Regions from separate parts of the Mus musculus genome. Here regions 2 and 3 are each linked to region 1. A link is a contact called in public Hi-C and HiCAR-type data. All regions are on one chromosome and are shown on one strand. Each heading gives the region's core, a stretch centred on a gene start, on an enhancer-like site or on the middle of the called end of the contact. The rest is flanking DNA. Distances are from core to core; before and after follow the strand shown.

Region 1 (3,463 bases), core at 258-2,757:
GCAGACGGCTAGGACCGGTGCCGGGGAGGGCAGCTTACGACACACAAAACCTTACCGCTCCAACAGGCAACGCAGCAGGGTTAGAACCCGGAGGCGTCTACCGGGTCACACATACCTACCTTATGTCTCCCAAGAACCTCTTTACAAATAGTTTCTTTCTCTGTCCCTATTTAATGTGTTCGGACTTTGGGCAAGCAGACGTCTCATGAATCACCAAAGTGACTCGAGAGTAATTGTCGTGAAGCTGCGGGGTTACCACTATTTTTAAAAAAGAAATCCAGCCTGGAGACTAATTGTAATAAAATCAATTCATTTTTAATTTTAGAAGATAAACTTCAGAAATTTGCTCTTTAATCCAGGTCGGAGTCTAAATAGCTTGTGGGCTGCTTGGTTCACAGAAGTTAACAGGAATGAGGCAAAGTGGAGAAAACTGTAAAGTACTTAAAACACTTCGGGCTAATAATTTGGTTTGTCTTTCTTCTTTTTCGCGGGGCTTGGGGGAAAGAGGCAGAAGGAGCATCCGCTAAGCGTAAAACTACCTCCCTCTAAAAATTTCAGTACCCACATTTCCAAGTTTGGGCAAAGTTTCTGAAACCACGTCCCCCGGCCACCCAAGAAAATTCGGTATCTCCCATCCCCCACCCCGTCATTTTTTTTTTAAAGAGTCTCCAAAAGATATGGAAGGAAGATGGATAGATTGCTAGTAGGTCGACTGTAATCTCCAGGCTACGGATGCTCGCCCTTCTCCCGAGCCAGCCAGGGGAGATAACATCTAAAGTCATTAGGACCAGAACTTGGAGCATCTACCCCTAACTACTGAGGCTCCAGCTCCTCCACTCAAGCCCTTTCCTTTTTGAGGGTAACCTGGCTCTAAACTCCGCTCTCTATCCTAAAGTGTCACTGCCTTCAGTCTTTCCCTCCCGTTCCGTTCTACAGGAGTAGCCGGGTGGTTCCAACATCTTCCGAGAGCAGCGTAGGTCAGAACAGACCAAGTGGAGACAGCAGAAAAGTAGAACCCCTGCCCCAGCCGAGCCTCTGGGCGCATCCCTTCCACTCACCCTGGGCGCTGCGGTCCTCCATGAACTGGCAGAGTAGCAGCAGCAGGAGGCAGAGCCCGCCGGGCTGGTGCCTGGCGCAGACCATCCTGGGGCAGGCGCGGGGCGAGGAGCGCGGCGGCGGGTGGCTCGGGCGAGCGGCGCGCGTCGCAGAGGCGAGCGGCGGAGGGCGCAGCGATCCCGGCGCAGCCCCGCGCTCGCCACCGGCCGCCCGCGCGATTCAATGGACGTCAGAAGCCGGGCGCAGCCGCGCTTTAAATCTAGACGGGGGTCTCCGAGGTTTGCGGTGGGCGGTCTCCCAGTGTGTGGGGCTGTGGGAGGGCGGCCGCGACCGAGGGTGTGCCGGCTCTTTGGGGGTGGGGAGCTTTTAAAAGTTCAGTGTGAATCAGGTGACATTTCCCACCTTCTGGAAACCCTTCCCAATTATCTGTCGGAGGTGCCCGAAATCAAAGCGGCAGGAGGGGAATCGCCGAGTTCTTATTTGCGTAGGAGCGGGAGGGGAGGGGGGAAGGAGGCAGGGGCGGGGGCTGGGGGCGACGCGTCGGGGGTGGGGAGGAACATCCACTTCAGTCCTGCACGCCGCCGCTCGGAGCCGGCGCGCCCGGGGTGGCGTGCGAGTGTGTGTGTGCGCGCGTGTGTGCGTGTGCGCGTGTGAGTGAGGGCGCTGGAGGAGGCGGCCGGCGGAGCGCGGGGACCCCGGAGGACCCCGGGAATGGGTCCCCAGCACCTCTGCTCCAGGGCTCCGGGATGAGACTTCTGCAACCCGCCGCAGGATCCCTGAGCTGCTTCAATGCCCGGGGGAGCAGTTTCAGGAGCCTCCCTGCAGAGCCTTGGCGCGGGGTCCCGGAGACGTTTTGTGTCCCGAGGTCTCTTACGTGTCTTACTTTGCGGCCACCCTGCCAGCTCCCCCGCCTCCCACTCCCTCCCGCGCCCCCTCCCCCCCCAGCCTGGAGTAGGTTGCTAAGAACCCCGACCCCCGGGCACCTTCCACCCGGGCCGAGCGCTGCGGAGACGCGGCCCTCGGGCTCCACAAGTCAGAAGCAAACAAAAATGTTTAACACCTCGGAGCCGGCCGCCCCCGGCAGTCTCGCCCTCTCCCTTTCTTTTCTCCCCTTTCACTTCGTCGCGTCTGGAGTCGCAGCCCCGAGCGGGGGCGCCGACGTAGGCGGTCTGCCCCCCTCCTCCCCCGCTCCGAGACGCCCCAGTTTCTGTCCCGACTCCTCTCTCTCTCTCTCTCTCTCTCTCTTATTTAAAAAAAAGATTGCACCATGATAATGAACTTCTGCAGCCTCAGTTTATTGAGTGCAATGCCTGGCATTCTTCGCCGAAAGTTGGCGGGTCTTCTCATTTATAACATTTTCTGGCACGGCTGAATGAAACTGAGGAGGCGATATTTCCTTTTATATAAAACGATTACTTCACGGAAAAGGCTATATTGTTTATTTCAAAGCTGCCTTTTAAATTTCTATTCTTTTCGCTTCTGAAGCCCGAACGACAACAAACAGCGAACAAAACAGACAAAATTCTTGGACATTCCCAGGTCATTGGGATTTGCTCTTACGGATTTCAAATTCGCCCTTCTTCTCTAGCCCCAGCCCTAGCGCCCCCCCCCCCCGGTCCTCCTCTCATCCTCCCACCCCCATCTTCCATCACCCTCCTCCTACCCCCTCCACAACTGCAAATAACTCAGTGATAACAGATTTTTTTCCACCAACTGCAGGAGATAGTGCTAATCTTTTAATAAAAGGTCCCATTACAATGGGATCTGTCTGGACAGACTATAATAGATCCCGAAATACAGCCGTGCTAATATTAGAAGACAGTTGTTTGGGTGCCTCTCAGACGGGCCCAAGCCCCCCTTTGAAAGTGGGCATGAATCACAAAGCCCCGCGGCCGCCGCACCTGCACCGCGCGCATTCGGTGCAGCAGGCTGGTAAAAACGGGTGACCTCGCCGCCGCTTTTCGCTTTATAATTACAGTCATGAGGACGGAGCGGCGGGGAGGGGAGTGGGTGACCCGGGAGAGCCGGCTTTTTGCTCACTTTAGACGGCTCTGGGGCTTCACATCCTTCTTAATCTTGCCAGATTCATTTTGTCTGTTTCTGTCTGTCTGCCCGTTTGTCAGTCTCCTTCCTCTTCAGGCTTTTTCCTCCCTCCTCCCTCCTCCCTCCTCCCACTCCCCACATCTCTTTTTCCCAGCCCTTCCCGGCTTCGGTCTCCCCTCCCTCTCCCCGAACTCTGCCCATACTCTCCCTCCCCTTTCCTCGCTTCCTTTTCTCTTCCCTCCAACGCATTAATGTGGAGTTGTTTAGTGCCCTCTAATGGTAGGCGACATTAACAATTAATAGCAAACTGTCCCCCTTGCAGGAGCCGCCACTTAACGGCAGAATTTCAAAGTTGAACTGTTTT
Region 2 (3,463 bases), core at 579-3,078, 540 kb before region 1:
TTAAATGTCCCTTCACAAGCAGCAGGCATGCTCCATGCATATATATAAAATGTTTAGTTTTTAAAAAGAAAAAAAAATTAACATCCACCTGATTCTCTTATTTTTGAGGCCAGGGTCTGTGAGACACAGATGTAGAAAGAGATGTGAGCTTTCTCTCAAGGTATGGCCTTGACTCAAAGATGTCTCATGGATCAAACAAGCATTTCCTGAGTGCTGTGTGTAGCTCCGCCCTTGTATTAAAAATGAAAGAAAAATGCATAGCTATCTGTTACAGAAGCCATCAGGTTTTTCATCTGGTGAGACCCATATTTAAAGAAGGAAGAAACCGTGGCTTGGGCTGTGTATGTGTGGCTTGGGGGAAGACCTGAAGCCGACTGGAGGAAACTTTCCAGCAACTATAGAGCTTCAATCAAATTGGAATCGTGCACAGAATAAAATCTTGTATTCATGGTGGAAAACAGAGCATTGATTGAAACACATGCCATGTCCCACAAGGCTGGGAATTTCATGCCACGGGATGGTAGGGAATCCTGGCAGGGCAGGGGCTGGATGCCAGGGCAGGGCTTTTCAGCAAGCCAGCTTCTCATCCAGAAATATGTGGTGCCAGGACAATTCTCTGGCTGTTTGGATGCCTGGCCACCTACAGAATCTATAAAAGTTTAACTTTTAGAAAACTACCAATGAAACCAAAAATAGATTTATCCTTGGGTCCGAGTGCATATTTCTGTCGGCTGGTAAATTCAATCGGGGAAACACACACGTATGCGCGCACACACACACACACACACACACACACACACACACACACACACACACACAGGAGTCTTACCTGCAGCACTGGCAGTGTATATAGTACAAAGGAATGAAGAGGAGGCTGAAGACGTGCCCTCCCAACAGTACTTTAAACAGAGGCTCAGCCAGTAGATAGGGAAGGGAAGACCAAGGTCATAGTGTAAGATGGTCAAGTGTTTGCAGTGTTTGAAGGACTACTGCGTGGTTCAGAGGATAGCTGGGGTCCTCAAGGGCCAATGAAGTCCATAGCTACATGCCAAATGAGGACTTTGCAGCGCTGGTTCATTATGCAGACAGCCAACAAGTACCTACTGTGTTCTCGGCATCGCTGCATCTGCCAACTGTCTAACCCTGTTCCCAACAAAAACGGGCAAAGCTTAAGACCCTGAGGATCTTAACTGTAGGGCTGGCTGCCGGGCTGGCTACCAGACTTTTATCCAAAGCCCTGCTTTTACCCTTAACCTTTTATTTGTTCTCAAATAATTTATTCTCAATACACATGACCTCCTTCCTCTTTTCAAAAAGGAACAAGTAATAATTGACCCCGTGGAAAAAGGCTGCGACAGTCTAGGCATGGGAGACGGTGACAGCGGTACCCGTGAGAGTGGGATTACAATTCACACTGATCTGTTCCTTGCTTCCTGTTGCCCAGGGCCCTGGATTTTGTGTGCAGAACCTGGATTGAGAGCTGGGGCGGGGTTGGGAATATGAGGGGCTGCGCTGCGCTGATAGAAGGGGCTCCAAGCTGGGCTGTGTGTTGGGCTGCCAGACCCTTGCCCAGAGAAGCTAACTGGCAGCCAAGATACCTTAGGAAAATGAGCATCACGGCGAGCAGTTATTTGTCCATCTGGCGCCTTTCTGAGGAGCATAAAGCATTGAACTCATGCCTGCTAACATCCTCCTGAAGAAAGGAAGTGGCAGATAGTGTTAAATGTTACTGGTTAATCATGGGGAAGCTGAAGCACGGATAGGTTTATGGGCTCGAGCAGAGTCACACAATGCCGCAGTGTCTGGCCTGGGAATGAAGCCCGAGTTTGCCGCTCGCTGTCAGGACTGCCGACAGCATTGTGTCTCGCATTGTACAGCCATGAAAGGGGCTTACTCTTAACAATGCGAGGGCTGCTGTAGGAGACAAACCCAGTGACCTTTGGTACAGTATAGTCTAGAGGCCAAAGTGAGTAATTTTAAGTAAATTGACTATAAGATCCAAAGCTTCATTAGGTTTTAAAACAAGAAACAAATGAAAACTCTGTACAGTTTGGGGAGCCGATTTACAAAGCACGAACATTCCTCCCAGCTCTGAAATGGCACGTACTTAAAAGTTCTCTGGAGCTGGCTCAAAATATAACACTTTCTCTGTGAACCATGCCACTTGTTTTCAATACATATGTATTCCTAGGTTTCTGAGATAGGTTTCAAATATATATATATATATATATATTTTTGTACGTACTACGAGTCCAGTGTTTCTCTTCTACGGTGCTGTTTCCCCCTAGTCTAAGTTTGGAAGAGGGAGGAGGCTTTCTCTATCATTCAGATTTAGTTTGGGCTCCATCGGAGCAGTGGGGACTACAGAGCTGGGGAATTCTGGACAGTGGTGGAGCGAGCCCAGGGCACTGTCATGCTGGGTGACATTACAGGCTGTGTGACTCAGCCATGGGACAGAGCTGACACTCTGGGGAGGAATGGAAGAGGAAAGAGAGCAGAGTGTTATCGCTCAGTTGTCATCTGTCAGTGTCTGAGGCTCACCGACAGGAATCAAAAGATGACATAGATTTTGGTGGGCTTGGGTATAAAGTTGCTGTGTTTTGGATTTTAAAGAGAGCATGGAGATGAAATTGCATAACTTTGGGCAAAATCTGCCTGTCTGTCTGTCTATCTATGTATCTATCTGCCTACCTATCTAGTATGTGTGCGTGGCACAGCATCTGTAGAGGCCAGAAGATAGGGAACTCGTGGGAGTTAGCTCCTCACTTCTACCACATGGGGAAGAACTGAGGTCCTTCGTCTTGGTGGCCAGCATCTTTACTCCTTGAGCCATCCTGCAGCCTCGCACACTTCATGTTGTATTTAGGATTTATGGTAATTTGGTTCACATAGTGGGGCCAGTCCCCGTGCCCTCCAGAAGCTGGTCCAGAGGAACTACATGGGAAGAGCTGAGTGAGCCTTGTTTCCCCAAACAAAGACCAAAGCAGCCAGTCATAGCTGTGTAGTGCTGTCTGTCATTCATATATATATATATACTCACGCAGAGATATGTCTAGTCACGAGGAGCCTAAGGGATGAGGAAGAGTTGCGGACAGTGTGACCCAGTCTTCATGTGAATCCAAAAAGTGAGTGACATGGTGGTGTAGAGGAGGCTGGTGATTGTTGTGGTCATTAATCTTGTAGGAGATGGCATAGTGGGATGTAAGTAAAAGCCAAGGAAGAGCGACAGTGATGCCACAGTAGGGTGGGCAGCCATAGGCAGCAGCCTGGAATCATTAGGACTCCTCAGACTTAAAAAGAAGAGAGGAAATATGATTAGAGTTTAATAAATCCATGTAGAATATGGATCATAAAATTGTCTAACAGAAGTCAGCAAAAACCTCTTAAAACCTGAAGGAAAATGAACTTGGGGTAAAAAGAACCTCTAGTGTACTGAGAAAGTAGGTCTTGTACTTCAAAAACT
Region 3 (3,463 bases), core at 528-3,027, 510 kb after region 1:
ACATATCAGCTGAAGAGTGTAGCAGTGGGCTGCAGAGATGGGCTTGGCGGGTAAAAAGTGTTCACCGCTATCCCAGTGTCTTGAGTTCTGTCCCAGGGCCTCTGGTGAAAGGCACTTGCCGCCAAGCCTGATACCCTGAGTCAACAAACTGCAGGGCCCACGTGGTGGAAGGAGAAAACTGACTACTACGAGTTGCCCTCTGACGTCCTCTGTGTACCGTGGCCCATGCAAGCCAACCTCCTCATACAAAATAAATAAGTAAATGGAAATGTAATTTTTAACAGGAGTTTTGAAAAGAAAATTTGAAAAGAAACTGTAATGACAAAAATTGAAAACCATCCATAACTTACATCAGAAGATGACCATCCAGTTGGGTACAGTACAGGATAGCCATCTGACGTCAGATTGGGAAATGAAATTGCCAGCCGAAGTTCTGGCATTGGGAAATGCCCTCTTTTTCTAATCTGTAGGAAAACAAATACACATATAATCATTTTCGGCTATTTCCAAGGCGTCCTCTCCATTTTACATAGGACTTGGCTTCTTTTCTTGTTTGCATGTTTTTGTGCATGTGGTATATGTGTGTTTGTATGTGTATGTTCACATGCATACGTAAGTACATAGGCATGTTTGCGTGGGCAAATACTACCATGTACTATCTGAATGGTGCTTTCAGGATTGACACTGGACATTCATTTTATAGGTAGTTTCAGCCTATTTGCTCTTTCTAGCAAATGATTATCATAGCATTTTCATAAAGCATGCACTGCTCTGTGTCAGAAGCATGAAAAGTATATAACTTAGCATTATAGCTATATGTTAGTTAAGCTGTTTGTATGGAAAACCCAAGGCATGTAAGGTCAGTTATTACGTTGTTCTCTTATGGGCAGGTTAAACAAGCACACTGAATACCCACTAGGATAATACACTTCCCAGTGTATTATCAACCTGGGTTAAGCAGTCCAGTGAAATCATCAGTGGGAAATCAGTATTGAAAATTAACACTATTGTTAATCTCTTGCCACACCTTCTCTCTGTGTGTGTGTGTTGCATGTATATAAAAATGTAAGTCTGTTTGTCCCTGTGTATGCATGTGTAGGTCAGGAGAGGTCAGATGTCTTCCTCTATCACTCTGTGCCATTTCTTTTAGACATCATCTTTCACTGATCTAGACTTTCATCATTTAGGTTGGGCAGGCTAGCCAGCACACTCTCAGGATCCATATGTTTCTGCTCCCCAATGCTAGGGTAACAGGCACACACTAGATTTTCCTTTCTTTCTTCCTTCCTTCCTTCCTTCCTTCCTTCCTTCCTTCCTTCTTTCCTTCCTTCTTTTCTTCCTTCCTTCCTTTCTTTTTTTTTAACGTAAGTGCTTGAGATTGGAACTCAGGGCCGCGTGACTGCACAGCGAGAGCTCTTGCCCACCAAGGGTCTCCTAAGCCTCTATCCAGAGTTTCTGGAGGTAGAGATCATTTACTTGATCCACACAAGAAAAACTTAGCACATGTTTTGGTTGTTTTAACCTAGTTAACTGCAATGCCAGACGCCCTGAGTCATCTATCTCTAGCCTCAGCTACACGGGGGACCTGCCTGCCATCACTGGTTGGTAAGATAGGCATCCACTGTCTTCCTTTTGTCACTGTATCACAAGCTAGCGATACTGTACCCTGGTTACTGATGCCCCGGTCTGATGAGCTGAGTGACTTCCACCTCAGTTTCTATGCGTGTTTTACCCGCTAACTCTGAATCGGCAATCGATGTCCCTGAATCGGGACCACCAGATGCAGTGTACCCCCTGGATACCAGCATACAAGCATGATCTCCAGCTCCTACACATTAATGGCTCCTTAGTGATGTTTACTTAGCTGTATGGGAACTCTTTAATCATCACCAACAGATTCCAGGCCTGCCTAACTATAAAGCGTCCTCTGGGGAGAGTTGCTTAGATCTGCAATGGTCCTCCACAGTTACTGAAGGTTACATCATCCTTCAGCCATGGGACTGTGGAGATTCCTGTCTGCGCCTGGCCTCTTACATATGAACATGGTCCGCAACCATGGGAGTTGTAATCTACCCAGGGCTTGCCTGGCACAGCCATTCAGTTGCATGCTCTCTTCTTCTGACATTCAGTTGGGATCATTTATTCTGATTCATCATGGTTTTCTTACTAAGAAGAGATCTTTCTAAAAACACCGGAAAATGTTGAGAGCAAGCAGAAAACGGAAGCCTTCTACAACCCACCCACTTTAGTTGCATTTTACTGCATAAACTTATCTTTGTTATTTACACATATTATGTCATAACATTTATATATTATATATACAAAACCAAAACTCCATATGTTCATTAAATCTATTACGTTGTTTCTCAGTGACATACTGGTTAGTTGAGAATACGACCTCTAACAGCTAGATAACAAATATCTTTCAGCACCTGTCACCCGGGTGAAACTTGCTGTGCTAATCTGGTTTGCAGTTTTACCTTAGCTTTTAACTCTAGGAATTAGATTATCATCTCTGTTTTATTCCCAAGCATCAAAGGGAAAACAATAGAAAACCGAATAAGCTTGGAAAACTGATAACTAGCGAATGTAGCCAAGATATTATAATATATTGTCTTCCCATTGAATATATAACATTGTCTTTACCAAATGAATGACAGTTTATTTAAGTAATTTCATAGTGTTAAGAGTTAAAAATTTAAGTGCTTTATAAGAGTGTTATTAAAATTTTTAATCATTAGTAATTTCTTAGGGAAAATTACTGATAGTAAGTCACTAGGACTCACCTAAATATGTTGTTTTTATTTTTAGCCAGGTAATTTATTCTAGAGTTAATTTTAACAGTGGGGGTCTGTCTTGCCCAACCATTGATGGCAGGTCTCCAGTTAATTTAGTACAGCAAAGCTACAGGAGATACACTGTGCTATTATTCATGTGAACGTTATTTGTAAGAGGGAGCTCCTATCTCAAAGCCGGAGCCTGTGAGTTTCAATATCTGAAGAACTACAACACTGAAGTTTTTTCCCTTTTCACTCTTTTTGTTTGCTACGGTACAAAGAGTCTGAATTATAAAATCATATTCCAGAACTGAGCAGGGAGATTGTGTTCATGTCAATTTCCAGAATGGAGCTAGCTGGTCACAGTAATTCTAGCAAAGAACTCAGATTCGTCTCAAGAGCGTGCATTCATTCCCATTTTGTAAGAGAACTTCATTCTTCGTTGCTGACAACGCTCCCAAACTTTAAGGCTGCCTTCATTGATAAGGGTGTTGTATCACTTGATGGCATATATACATAAACCCTCCACTGGAATTGGATGCTCTTTTCTTCTTGAATAATACCAAGTCTATAAGGGTTACCCAGACTGAAGCTCCGTGACAGCCTTCTCTAAAGCTTAGGTAACGTTTCCAATAAAGAACTTAAAATGAACAACAACAACAAAAAGTAGTAGAAAATATCACTTA

What was found. Hi-C and Micro-C count contacts between places; a contact is called where the count stands out from the background. HiCAR-type assays count read pairs that join an accessible place to other places.
Region 2: a HiCAR-type map of astrocytes shows a contact between it and region 1, with 5 times the contacts expected there. The contact joins the enhancer-like site here to the promoter of Fst in region 1. A contact is called at or near these places in 8 of 39 promoter capture datasets (cranial neural crest, frontonasal cranial neural crest, hippocampal neurons and 4 more), 1 of 484 Hi-C or Micro-C datasets (bone marrow-derived macrophages), 19 of 115 datasets of contacts at active chromatin or transcription factors (astrocytes, bone marrow-derived macrophages, craniofacial prominence and 14 more) and 4 of 9 other capture datasets (adipose tissue, embryonic stem cells, liver and 1 more).
Region 3: a Hi-C map of the N1E-115 cell line shows a contact between it and region 1, with 7 times the contacts expected there. The contact joins the enhancer-like site here to the promoter of Fst in region 1. A contact is called at or near these places in 1 of 39 promoter capture datasets (hippocampal neurons), 9 of 484 Hi-C or Micro-C datasets (the N1E-115 cell line, cerebellum, cortical neurons and 4 more) and 3 of 115 datasets of contacts at active chromatin or transcription factors (astrocytes, pancreatic cancer cells and stem cell-derived neural progenitor cells).

The regions. Positions count from the first base shown.
Region 1 is chr13:114,457,444-114,460,906 of GRCm38.p6, forward strand. It overlaps Fst (follistatin), which reads right to left and starts at 1,508. Exons shown (of 6, transcript NM_001301373.1): 1 at 1,059-1,508. The coding sequence starts at 1,143. All of the region lies in intron 1 of Gm41074 (a long non-coding RNA gene), which reads left to right.
Region 2 is chr13:113,916,448-113,919,910 of GRCm38.p6, forward strand. The region is part of intron 1 of Arl15 (ADP-ribosylation factor-like 15); the gene reads left to right. Among named protein-coding and RNA genes, the nearest start is that of Arl15, 120 kb to the left of the region's middle. Within about 2 kb of position 1,829, at least 56 of the 459 cell types and tissues checked have an H3K27ac peak or open chromatin away from gene starts, as enhancers often do. A contact at or near this core is called in astrocytes, embryonic basal ganglia, embryonic forebrain and 4 more, where this site is marked.
Region 3 is chr13:114,970,129-114,973,591 of GRCm38.p6, forward strand. It overlaps Itga1 (integrin alpha 1), which reads right to left. Exons shown (of 29, transcript NM_001033228.3): 24 at 351-464. Among named protein-coding and RNA genes, the nearest start is that of Itga2, 40 kb to the left of the region's middle. Within about 2 kb of position 1,778, at least 1 of the 459 cell types and tissues checked has an H3K27ac peak or open chromatin away from gene starts, as enhancers often do. A contact at or near this core is called in the N1E-115 cell line, where this site is marked.